3 separate regions of the Mus musculus genome follow, and regions 1 and 2 are each linked to region 3. Evidence: chromatin contacts called from public HiChIP or PLAC-seq and promoter capture Hi-C data. All regions are on one chromosome and are shown on one strand. Each heading gives the region's core, a stretch centred on a gene start, on an enhancer-like site or on the middle of the called end of the contact. The rest is flanking DNA. Distances are from core to core; before and after follow the strand shown.

Region 1 (3,447 bases), core at 636-3,135, 860 kb after region 3:
ACTATACCTTCTCTAACAAGGCCACACCTACTAGTCCTTCCTAAACAGTTCACCACCTAGGAGCCAAAGAGTCTACCATATGAGCCTATGAGGGCCATTCACCTTCAAACCACCACATGAGAACTACAGAAGTTTGTTTTGATTTGTTGCTTAGTCTGAATTTATTTTAATTGTCCAAAATAGGCAATTACTTATATTCCATAAAGAATTTTAAAAATAATCTTTTTGAATTGTCTCATAATCAGTTTTAATAACTTCCCCAAATTATTGCTTTTATTTTATATTACAGCATTAGTTTTGAATTATGTTAGGAATTTTCATAAATATGAAACGAGCTTAATAAGGATTAACTTTTTAAAATGAGGCAGTGGTTACACACGCCTTTAATCCTAGCACTGGAGAGGCAGAGGCAGGCAGATCTCTGTGAGTTTAAGGACAGTATTGTCTATAGAGTGAGTTCCAAGGCAGCCAGAGCTACACCGAAAAACCCTGTCTCAGGGAAAAACACACACACACACACACACACACACACACACACACACACACACACACAATTAACTTTTATTTAACATTCTTTACGTTCAAAAATTTGTTTCTTCATGTTTTAAAACATGCCTTTACCTTCTATCTTCAGCTGACACTTGTATAAGATTAGGTAGACATATCCCTTGATTGTTATGGAATATGGGGTCTTTTTAATTGAAAATCATTTTTTTGTACACTATATTCTGATCACAGTTTACGCTCCCACAACTGTTCCCAGACCTTCCCCACCTCTTCACTTGCCCAACTCCACACCTTTCCCTCTCTTTAGAGGATAAATGAAAATAAATAAAGGAAAAACCACAAGAAACACATATAAAAATATATAAACAAAACCTAACCCCCCCACAAAATCAGAAACGACAACCTTCAACTAAAAGATCAGTAAACCAATTTTTCACTTATTAAATGTACTTCAAAGTCTTTTCATCAGTGCATATAAGTTACAATGTAAAAAAAGGCACAAAGTTTAAGTACACAGGTTGGTGATTATTTTTATGAATTGTGAACACATAGAGCAATGACTTTGCATATTATTGATGTTAAAATACAGCCAGTGTCATATGCTTAGAGCCTCTTGCTTCCAAGTTTGTTTTATTATTTCTATGTATGTGTATATATGGTGTAGGGAGTGTCGAGTATATGTAGGGAATACTTTATCCCTTGAGACAAGGCCTTTCTTGGGGCCTGTGGTTTGCTCATTTGTCTAGACTGACTAACCAGCAAGTCCTGGGGATCCACCTGTACCTCCCCACTGCTGGGATTATAAGCGTAGGCTGTCATGCTGACCTTTTTCTGTGGATGTCAGGGATCAGACTCAGGTCCACTGCTTGTACAGCTGGGTGTTCCTAAGTCATCTCCCCAGCTCCCTATTTACTTAGAAGTCTGAGACAGCCTGGCCTGGAACCTGCTAGTTATACCAGGCTGGCTTTGAACTTGATCCTTGCTGCTTCTAAATGCTGGAATTATGTGTATGGTGGTACATACCACTATATTTACTTTTAAAACTTTGTTAAACTACTGTGAATACTAATTTGAGTGATGTGAGTTTCTAATTTTGTTTGTTCCTTTGAGATGTATTCGTGGAGAACCAGTCTCTGCTAGGCATGAGTAAAGATATTGATATTACGTGTAACATTTACTACTTATAGTAACTTGTACTTGGGGCTAGGTTACTGAGGAATAAGGCAGATCCCTCTGGGAAACTACACAGGAAATAACATCTAGACTGAGCCCTCAGTGTGAGTAGAAATTATCCAAACAGGCCATTTAGGGAGGAAGAGCTGAAGGCAGGAGGCCAAGAGGAACAAGAAAGCAGGATGTGGAGATCAGCACAGCTGCTTTGGTGCTGCCCTGGAGCCTGAGAATCTGGGAGGGGGAGCCGTGGGGGTGCTGAAGCAGGGCAGAGGACAGTGTTACTGCTACTTAAGTTTCCTTGTGACAGATAACAGGACTCTATTGCAAACAACACTAAGGAAGAATTTTGTGGAAAATAGTGGGATGGTTCCCAGAATTGAAGAAAGAGCTGAATTCCAAAACTTTGAAGAAAGCAAACAACCAAGGCAACTCCTGGTCTTTCTGAAGTTCTTGTGGAATTTTTCTACAGGGCCTTAGTTAATTTGGTCTGGCTGCAGAGTCTTGTTTGCCACTTAGATATCCAGGGTTTGAGAAATAGTCTGAGTAAGTTAAATTAGATTCACTGACCAAAATGAGCAGTCATGTAACCAGAAGACGGCATCAGACTCTGTATCTGTGTTGACTAAGTTGCTGTTTGTTGTGTGATCAAGACAGCAAGATTTGTTACCTGACACATTTGAGGCCCAGCCTAGAAGTCAGTGTGTGGAGGCTTAGAAAGCCATAAGTAGGTGGGGTGATGGAGCTTCAGAAGCCAGGAAGCCTGTTTCATTAATCCAAACAAGAGATGATATGCCAACAGTAATGCCTTCTGTAGGGAGGGAAGAAAGCACATCGATTCTGAGACTCTTAAAAGGAATAATAGACTTCACTTTGGAGGTTAGTTAGAAACATTAAGGCACTGAACAGAGTCCCATGTTTCTGGCTTGGGCTAGAACTATTAAGTAAACAGTGCTGTCTTCCACAAAGAGCTCCTTTTTAATTTTTTTTTCCTTTTGGTTTTTCGAGACAGGGTTTCTCTGTGTAGCCCTGGCTGTCCTGGAACTCACTTTGTAGACCAGGCTGGCCTCGAACTCAGAAATCCGCCTGCCTCTGCCTCCCAAGTGCTGGGATTAAAGGTGTGCGCCACCATGTCCGGCTTAAGAGCTACTTTTTAAAAGAGTACTTTCGTTCAGTTTCAAAGTATTGAGTTAGAATACATTTAAGTTAAGAACATTTGGGTTAGAGTTGTTCTGCTATGAAGTATTGCTGGAAGTCAGAGAGCCCTCAGAGCCATTACCAATGGGCTCTTGTCAGGTCCCAAAGAAATTCAGGATAAAAGGCTAACTAAAGTGCCTATTAGCATAACGAAGTGTGCACTGGCCTCCGAGCTCACTTTGTACCTGTGGCTCCTCTCTGCTCTTCCGCACTCCCTCCCCCTACCCTAAACCTCTCTAGCTCAGGGGCTTTATTCCTCCAGTTTCAGATTCTTTAAAAACCTGCCATTTCAGCCGTGTGCTTTCTTGGGTCTCTTTTGGTCCCATCTCTTCTTCCTCTCGTGCTCTTCCCCGATCTCTCCCCTCTCATGGCCCAGTCTATTCTGCTGGTCATGTTCAATCTGCCACTTTCTGTCTTTGCTCTGGATTCTTCAAGTCAATCTAGGATTTAGCTCTGGAAGTACAAGAGGGAGGGGGTACTTAGGGCCAGGGCAAGCAGCAGAGATCCACCACACAGCAGAACTCATGCAAGAGATTTATTGGGGTGGAAAGTAAAAGACCATCTGGTGGAGGG
Region 2 (2,998 bases), core at 229-2,728, 880 kb after region 3:
TTGATACTATGTTGAAGAAACTATAACCTTTAAAATTAAGTTCCTTATTTTGAGAGAGGCAACATGGTGCTGTGGTTATAAATAAGGCCTCTGTGCCCATTCAGATCCTGCTACTATCACATGGCAGTTTTAGGCCTTATTCCTGCTTATACAAAATAGGATACCACTCAGGATTAAATCAACTAAAGTGTAAAGCATTAACATCATGATTGTTGCGATCTGCTGTCTTTAATACCACAGTTCTATAAACTTAGCATGGAGTGGATTTTGTGTTGTTTACTGAGCCCCAGTGGAATAGAGGTCATCTTGCAGTACAAGAATAGTGAGTAGTGGGAAATAGGCCTTGAGGGCAGTTGTGGTGGTTACCTTCGGAAGATGGATACTTTCTCTACAGTAGAAGGGGTCATCTACTAAGAGTGGAAAATCAGGGTGTGACAGGAATGGAGGATTGGGGAGAGCTGTTCAGGATTCGAAGTGTTCTTGTTCAGGACATGATTCAGCTAGAAGCAGGTAAAGGAATCACCCATGTAAGTGTATGTGCTATTCTTGATTGTGTGGATTTATTCTTAGCAACATGTTGCCCTGAAAAAGCCTGAACCCTGCTCCAATCCCAACACACACACACACACACACACACACACTGAATGCCTCTATTCTGCTCCTGTAGCTTATACTGTTGTGTGAAGGACCATCAAATTCTGCATCTCCACGTTTATAATCCTTTCCATCCTGAATTCACACTCTTTATAGCTTTTTTCCACATGACATGTAAATCATGTGGTCTAGAGTCAAAATAGAATTCTGAACTCCCCAGTTTATGAGTCTCCGCACCTGCTCTTTATTCCCTGAGGCACTCCTTACTCCTCCACTTAGAAGGATCTCTCCTCTTTCTTAGTGACCTCCTTTTGGAATTTAGCATGTCCTTGAATGTACTATGTCTGATCTTAGTCAAGATATGTGCCATTGTGTTGAGAGTTAACATCCTCAGAGGCCTCATTAGAGAAAGCTGTTAAGAAAATATTGTAATACAAACAAGAAATGGCTCTTCTGCACTCTCACTGCCTGCATGTCGTTGCTCTGTGGCTGAACTTGTTTCACATTCTTTTTCTTCTTTTAATTAAATATTTAGAAGCAGAAGCAGATATCAGGTACTGTCTTGGTATGTATCAGAGTTGGACTCTGAGATGGATGCTTTATTATAAAACCACATACTGCTGTCCTGCCTGACAAAAAGAGCAGAGATGCCTCAGCATTATTTAATGCCTGCTTTGTAATCACATCCCCCACTTGTTTTAAGAATATGCTTCTATTGTTGGCTTGTTTAAACTGGTATCTAAACAGACTATATTAGTTTAATAATATATTTGATTGCTAGGACCCTATCTCAAAAACAAGTGAATATATCAAAGGAAAGAGCACTCTAGGGATCAAACCCGGTTCCTTATACTTGCAAGGTAATGAATGCTTAGCCCTCTGAGTCATCTCTGTGCCTCAACCACACCTTGTGAGACAGGGTCTGACCTAGCCGGGCTGACCTGGCACTCAGCCATGCACCAAGGATGATTTTGAACTTCTAATCCCTCTGCTGCCACCTGTCCAGCACTGGGCACCACCATTCCCAGTTTTTACGTGGTACCAGGGTTAGAACCCACAATTCTGTCCATACTAGACAAGCACTCAACCAACTTAGATCGCCTGGTAAATTTTGTGGACTTATAAAAACTTTTATTAGATTCGGAGTAGGCCTTAAATGCTAGCTTTCAATGGGCAAGATTATGGCTACATGAAAGTACAGCTCAGGCTGTACTTCACCAGGTCTGTTTTGTTGCTATGTGCATGAAAGAATGTGAAGAAAAATGTTAACAATGCCAGAGCCTGCTACCTCCCTCTCTGCCCCTCCTAGTCTGTTACCTTGGCTTCTCCACCTTGCTTCCTGGTGCAGCCCACACCCTTTTTGCAGTTTTTATCACTCCTATCCTGGCTCTAGCTGCTGTCCTCCCTATCCTGCTGCTTATTGTTTAGTAATATAGATGATCCCATGTTGTTTAGAAGATGTGTTTCTGACTCAGTCAAATTCCTGTGAACTTTTAGTTTTGATTGTGTATGTCTGTGTGTGTGCATGCCATGGTACATGTAAGGGATGTTGTACTAACTTTTCTGTTGCTGTGACAAAACACCACGATCAAGGCAACTTACAAAACACAGTGTTGGATTGGGCTTATGATTTCAGAGGACTTAGTGTCTGTGATGGCAGAGCCAGAGCATGGCAGCAGAAACAGCTGAGAGCTCACATTTTGATCTATAAGCAGGAGACAGGGAGGAACACTGGAAGTGGCACCAATCTTCTGAAACCTCAAAGCCCTTCCTACTGGCTCTTCCCAGCAGTTCCACCAACTGGGGACCAAGCATTCAAATATATGAGCCTAGGGTGTGTGTGTGAGGGAATTCTTACTCAGACCACCACAAAGCACAACTTACAGGAATCCGTTCTCTTCTTCCTGGGTCCTAGGGAATCAAACTCAGGTCCTTAAGTTTCATACAAGTACCTTTACCTCACCAGCACTCCATGAGCTTTTGATGGCTGTTTTTGATGGCTGGTCCACTTGGATGTGTCTTATAAAGTTTGATAAAGGAAACTTTTACAGAGTTCAGAGGCATTGGCAACATTATCCACAGGTGGATCACATTTTTTGGTGATTTTTTTCCCCCCTGTTCTGGACAGTGTTTCTAATAGTTGATATTGCCTTCTTGTCTGTCTGTCTTTCCTTCCTTCCTTCTTTCTTTCCATCCTTCCTTCCTCTCTCTTGCCCCTCCCCTCTTTTTCTTTAAGACAGGGTCTCACTGTATAGCACTGGCTGACTTGGAATTCCCAGTGTATACCAGACTGGCCTCAAACTCACAGAAACCCACCCGTTTCTGTTCCCCACACTAGCGTTTTGTATGTTCTGGCCCTAGTTACTTTGCCCTTGAACCCACTGGCAATGGTACTGAATTGTTG
Region 3 (3,453 bases), core at 450-2,949:
GGATCACAAAAGATCTGTGCCATTATAACAGGGCAGGACTTATTCTAGAAACATGGGACACCATTGGGTAGTTTCCAGTCTGGAAGTGGCTGTTTAGATTTGTAAGCATGCAGTGACGGACCAGAAGAGGAAACGCTTTCCTAGGGCTTTATCTGCTGTAACTACAGCAGGATTTTCACTGCCATTTTCTCTGTGAGGCTCTGGGACTGAAAATATTCCCAAACTGAGGTAAAGCAACCCATCATCGCATTGGAATGTGCTTGGAAACTTCTAGCTAACCCACTCTGGGAATCTGGCTACAGAGTTGGTTCTGATTAGCTTTGTGTAACTGGTTGAATAGAATTTGTACCAACCTGAATCAGACCCTTTGAAGCTTCCTCTTTGGGTTGCTGTGAGGATTAAATAGGATAAGACATGCAAAGCCCTTGTCACATAAGACCTCATCAAATATTAGTCTTTTTTTTTAAAATCACAGTTACCCCATCATATATCCCCATCATATATCCAAACAGTGCTGTATGACTGTGTTCAGTATATGCTTACTGAAAAAGTTGTCTGTCTGTCTATCTATCTATCTATCTATCTATCTATCTATCTATCTATCTATATTTCTTGCCATTAGCCCAGGATACCTGGAGCTCACTATTTAACCCAGGTTGACCTCCACTGCTCCACAGTTCTACCTCAGCCTCCAGAGTGCTTGACTTACAGATTCCAGACACTATGATCAGCTATTAAGTAACAAACAAAACAAAACAACAACAAAAAAAGTTTTTTAAAAAATCTTTTTTTCAGAGATCCACGTTATTATAGCTACTCTTCACGGGTAGAAAGTCTTATTGTCAATGAAGAAATGGGAAATTTCGCTCAAGAAGCTGTTCCGAATCACATTTTGCCTGAGGAAACCCCTGTGAGGTACATGCAGAACAATCATTTTGACTCAGATACTCTAAAACTAGACTCGTTGCTTTTGAACTGGGCTTATGACAGGCACCTGATGCTTGCTGAGTTGAGAAAAGCATATAAGATGCTCTTAACAGATGCTGGCTCCTAATAGTACACACACACACACACACACACACACACACACACACACACAATAGCAAGTACTTCACAAATAGGGAACTATTATTCATGCTTCAGGTTTTGATAAAACTGTCCTTAAATGAGCTATTTTTCTCCCCATGAAAAATGTATAGAAAAGCTCATTGTCTTTAAGATAGTTTCAACCAGGGGCCTAGCACATCTGCTCACAAGCAGCTCACTGCCCCATGTGATGTATTCCTTCCTTTAGATTGGAGCAAATTACTCTTCGCCGGTCAAACTTATGAGTCAACTGCCCTTGGGCTTCTCTGCACTCTGCCAGCCACAGCCGGTGCACCCAAACCCTTTCCATGCGAATCCACTAAACAAGGTTTCCCTGGACCCAATATCATTCCCTAAGAGAGTACCCTGCCTAAAAGGTAACAGAGAAGGCTGAACCACTCTTGGGCCCACCCCTCCTCGCGGCAGCAGCCAATCGCTTTGCTCTGTAGTGCATCCGAAGCCTTGGATTGGACTCGCTGAGACCGGGCGCGGGAGTAGAGCGCAGGGGTGGAGCGCGAAGCCTTGTCCATCACGTGCGGCCGCGGGGTCTCTCCGCCTTCACCGCGCGCCCCGCGGCGCCGAGGGGGCGGAGCCCGAGATCCGCCGCGCCTGCGTGGTGTGCGTTCCCCGGAGCAGCAGCTGCTGCCACCGCCGCTGCTGCCGCCGCCGCCGCCGCCGCCGCCGCTGCGACCTCCGCGTTCGGTAGTAGAATTTGGAATCCCTGCACCGGGCTAACAATGAAGCAGAGTTCCAACGTGCCGGCTTTCCTCAGCAAGCTGTGGACGCTTGTGGAGGAAACCCACACCAACGAGTTCATCACCTGGAGTCAGGTAGGGTCGGGGACGCGGTGGCCTCGGGTCCCCCTTGTCGAACCGGCTCGGCTCGGCTCGGCTCGTTTCGGCTCGGCTCGGCTGGGCTGGGTTGGGCTGGGCTGGGCTGGGCTCGGCTTCTCCCGCGGCCTGCGGCGGCGCGCGGCCTCCCCACCTCGCGCGGACCCCCGGCTTTGTGTGCGCGGCGAGCCGGGCCCCGCAGGCTCCGTTCTCCTCCGGCCGCGCGCCGTGGGGGAGGGGCGCCCTGGTAACGGTCCCGCCGGCCCGGGGAGCTCGGAACCGGCCCCGGCGGCGCGTTCTGCACACTCATCCTCAGTCGTCTGCTCGCCGCGGGGCGCGGAGGTCGCGGAGCCCCGGGAGAGCGGGCGAGCGGGCTAGTGAGCGAGCACAGGTCTTATCTAAAGAAATCACCTCCGCGGGGATTGCTTGCCCTGGCGTCTGGGATCTTTTATGATGATAATGGGAAAATGTGCAGACTCCGACTGCTCTTGCCTTGAGCTTTTAAATTTTATTTATGTATTTTATTTATGTAGTTTTAACATAGAAATTTCCCAGTTATTGTTTTGAGACTGGGTCGTTTCTTTAAAATAATTCAAGTAAAAGTGCCTGTAGACTATGCTTAGTAACTTAGCGGCTTGGAGTTAAAAACCGAGTCGTTAAATTTCACAGAATAGTTGCCGGCATAGTGGTTTGTGGTTGCCTTGATCAGTTTGATCCAGATCCTCCTTATAAATAAAGATGACCTTAATCAAGCCCGGTATCTTGCCTGGTCTAAGTTATGTGTTAGATTGATGCGTTGCCTAGGTGACCCAAGACCCCCTCCCCCCAGTTCCACACAAAGATTCTTTGCAGAGTGATTCTTTACATCACTTGTGCCTTTCCTTTGCTAGACTCGCAATGCTTGGATTGTTCAAATCTCTTCATGAAGGGGATCGGCTCCTCTTACTGGAGTTGATGACTTATTCAGGGTATTTTCATGTTCACAGTTTTTGAGATGAGTAAGTGGGAAATACCTAGCTATATGTCAAATAAATGTTATCTCCTCCGTTTCATTTGTGCCCTTTTCTGTTGTTAAAACTAGTTTTCACCCTTGCCTGCTTTTAGGAGGTAACAGCAATAGAATATACCTGATATTTGGACAACTATGTCACTGAATTTTTGCTGAGTATTAGTGCCAAGTTTTAAAAATTTCTTTCTAGGATTTAATTTTCGTGTGTATTGTCACATAGGTGCCCCACCCCCAACCCCTGCTGGTTGTGTAGACTAAGCAATTGATTAATTTGATACATTGGTACAAAGAAGTGAAAATAAAGAAAGGCAGCTAACCAGCATGAACTTAAAATAAACAGACGGCTCATGCTTTTCATCAGGCAGAAGGATTAAAGGTTGACGAGACCGGATCAGTGCAGACCGCTCCTCAGCTGTCTTTTAACATTAGAAACTGGACTGAAATAATTTCTTTCCCCCAACCAAGCTGAGGTCATTGAACGTGAATTTGCAAAAGGCCATTTATTTGTATTGTCTATAAGTTCTACAC

What was found. Promoter capture Hi-C pulls out the DNA fragments that hold promoters and counts their contacts. HiChIP or PLAC-seq counts read pairs in DNA pulled down with a chosen protein or histone mark.
Region 1: a contact with region 3 is called in an H3K4me3 HiChIP or PLAC-seq map of bone marrow-derived macrophages, with 4 times the contacts expected there. The contact joins the enhancer-like site here to the promoter of Hsf2 in region 3. A contact is called at or near these places in 5 of 39 promoter capture datasets (the C10 cell line, cranial neural crest, embryonic stem cells and 2 more), 6 of 115 datasets of contacts at active chromatin or transcription factors (bone marrow-derived macrophages, embryonic stem cells, large pre-B cells and 2 more) and 1 of 9 other capture datasets (adipose tissue).
Region 2: a promoter capture Hi-C map of pre-B cells shows a contact between it and region 3, with 4 times the contacts expected there. The contact joins the enhancer-like site here to the promoter of Hsf2 in region 3. A contact is called at or near these places in 10 of 39 promoter capture datasets (the 3T3-L1 cell line, 3T3-L1-derived adipocytes, the HPC-7 cell line and 6 more), 9 of 115 datasets of contacts at active chromatin or transcription factors (bone marrow-derived dendritic cells, bone marrow-derived macrophages, embryonic forebrain and 4 more) and 2 of 9 other capture datasets (adipose tissue and macrophages).

What each region holds. Positions count from the first base shown.
Region 1 is chr10:58,340,051-58,343,497 of GRCm38.p6, forward strand. It overlaps a transcript of Lims1 not described here. Among named protein-coding and RNA genes, the nearest start is that of Gm23058, 7.8 kb to the right of the region's middle. Within about 2 kb of position 1,886, at least 107 of the 459 cell types and tissues checked have an H3K27ac peak or open chromatin away from gene starts, as enhancers often do. A contact at or near this core is called in adipose tissue, bone marrow-derived macrophages, pre-B cells and 1 more, where this site is marked.
Region 2 is chr10:58,363,428-58,366,425 of GRCm38.p6, forward strand. It overlaps a transcript of Lims1 not described here. Among named protein-coding and RNA genes, the nearest start is that of Gm23058, 15 kb to the left of the region's middle. Within about 2 kb of position 1,479, at least 44 of the 459 cell types and tissues checked have an H3K27ac peak or open chromatin away from gene starts, as enhancers often do. A contact at or near this core is called in embryonic stem cells, pre-B cells, pro-B cells and 1 more, where this site is marked.
Region 3 is chr10:57,484,686-57,488,138 of GRCm38.p6, forward strand. It overlaps Hsf2 (heat shock factor 2), which reads left to right and starts at 1,700. Exons shown (of 12, transcript NM_008297.3): 1 at 1,700-1,916. The coding sequence starts at 1,824. 4930467K11Rik (RIKEN cDNA 4930467K11 gene) reads right to left here and starts at 1,668. Exons shown (of 4, transcript NR_045353.1): 1 at 1,498-1,668; 2 at 354-389.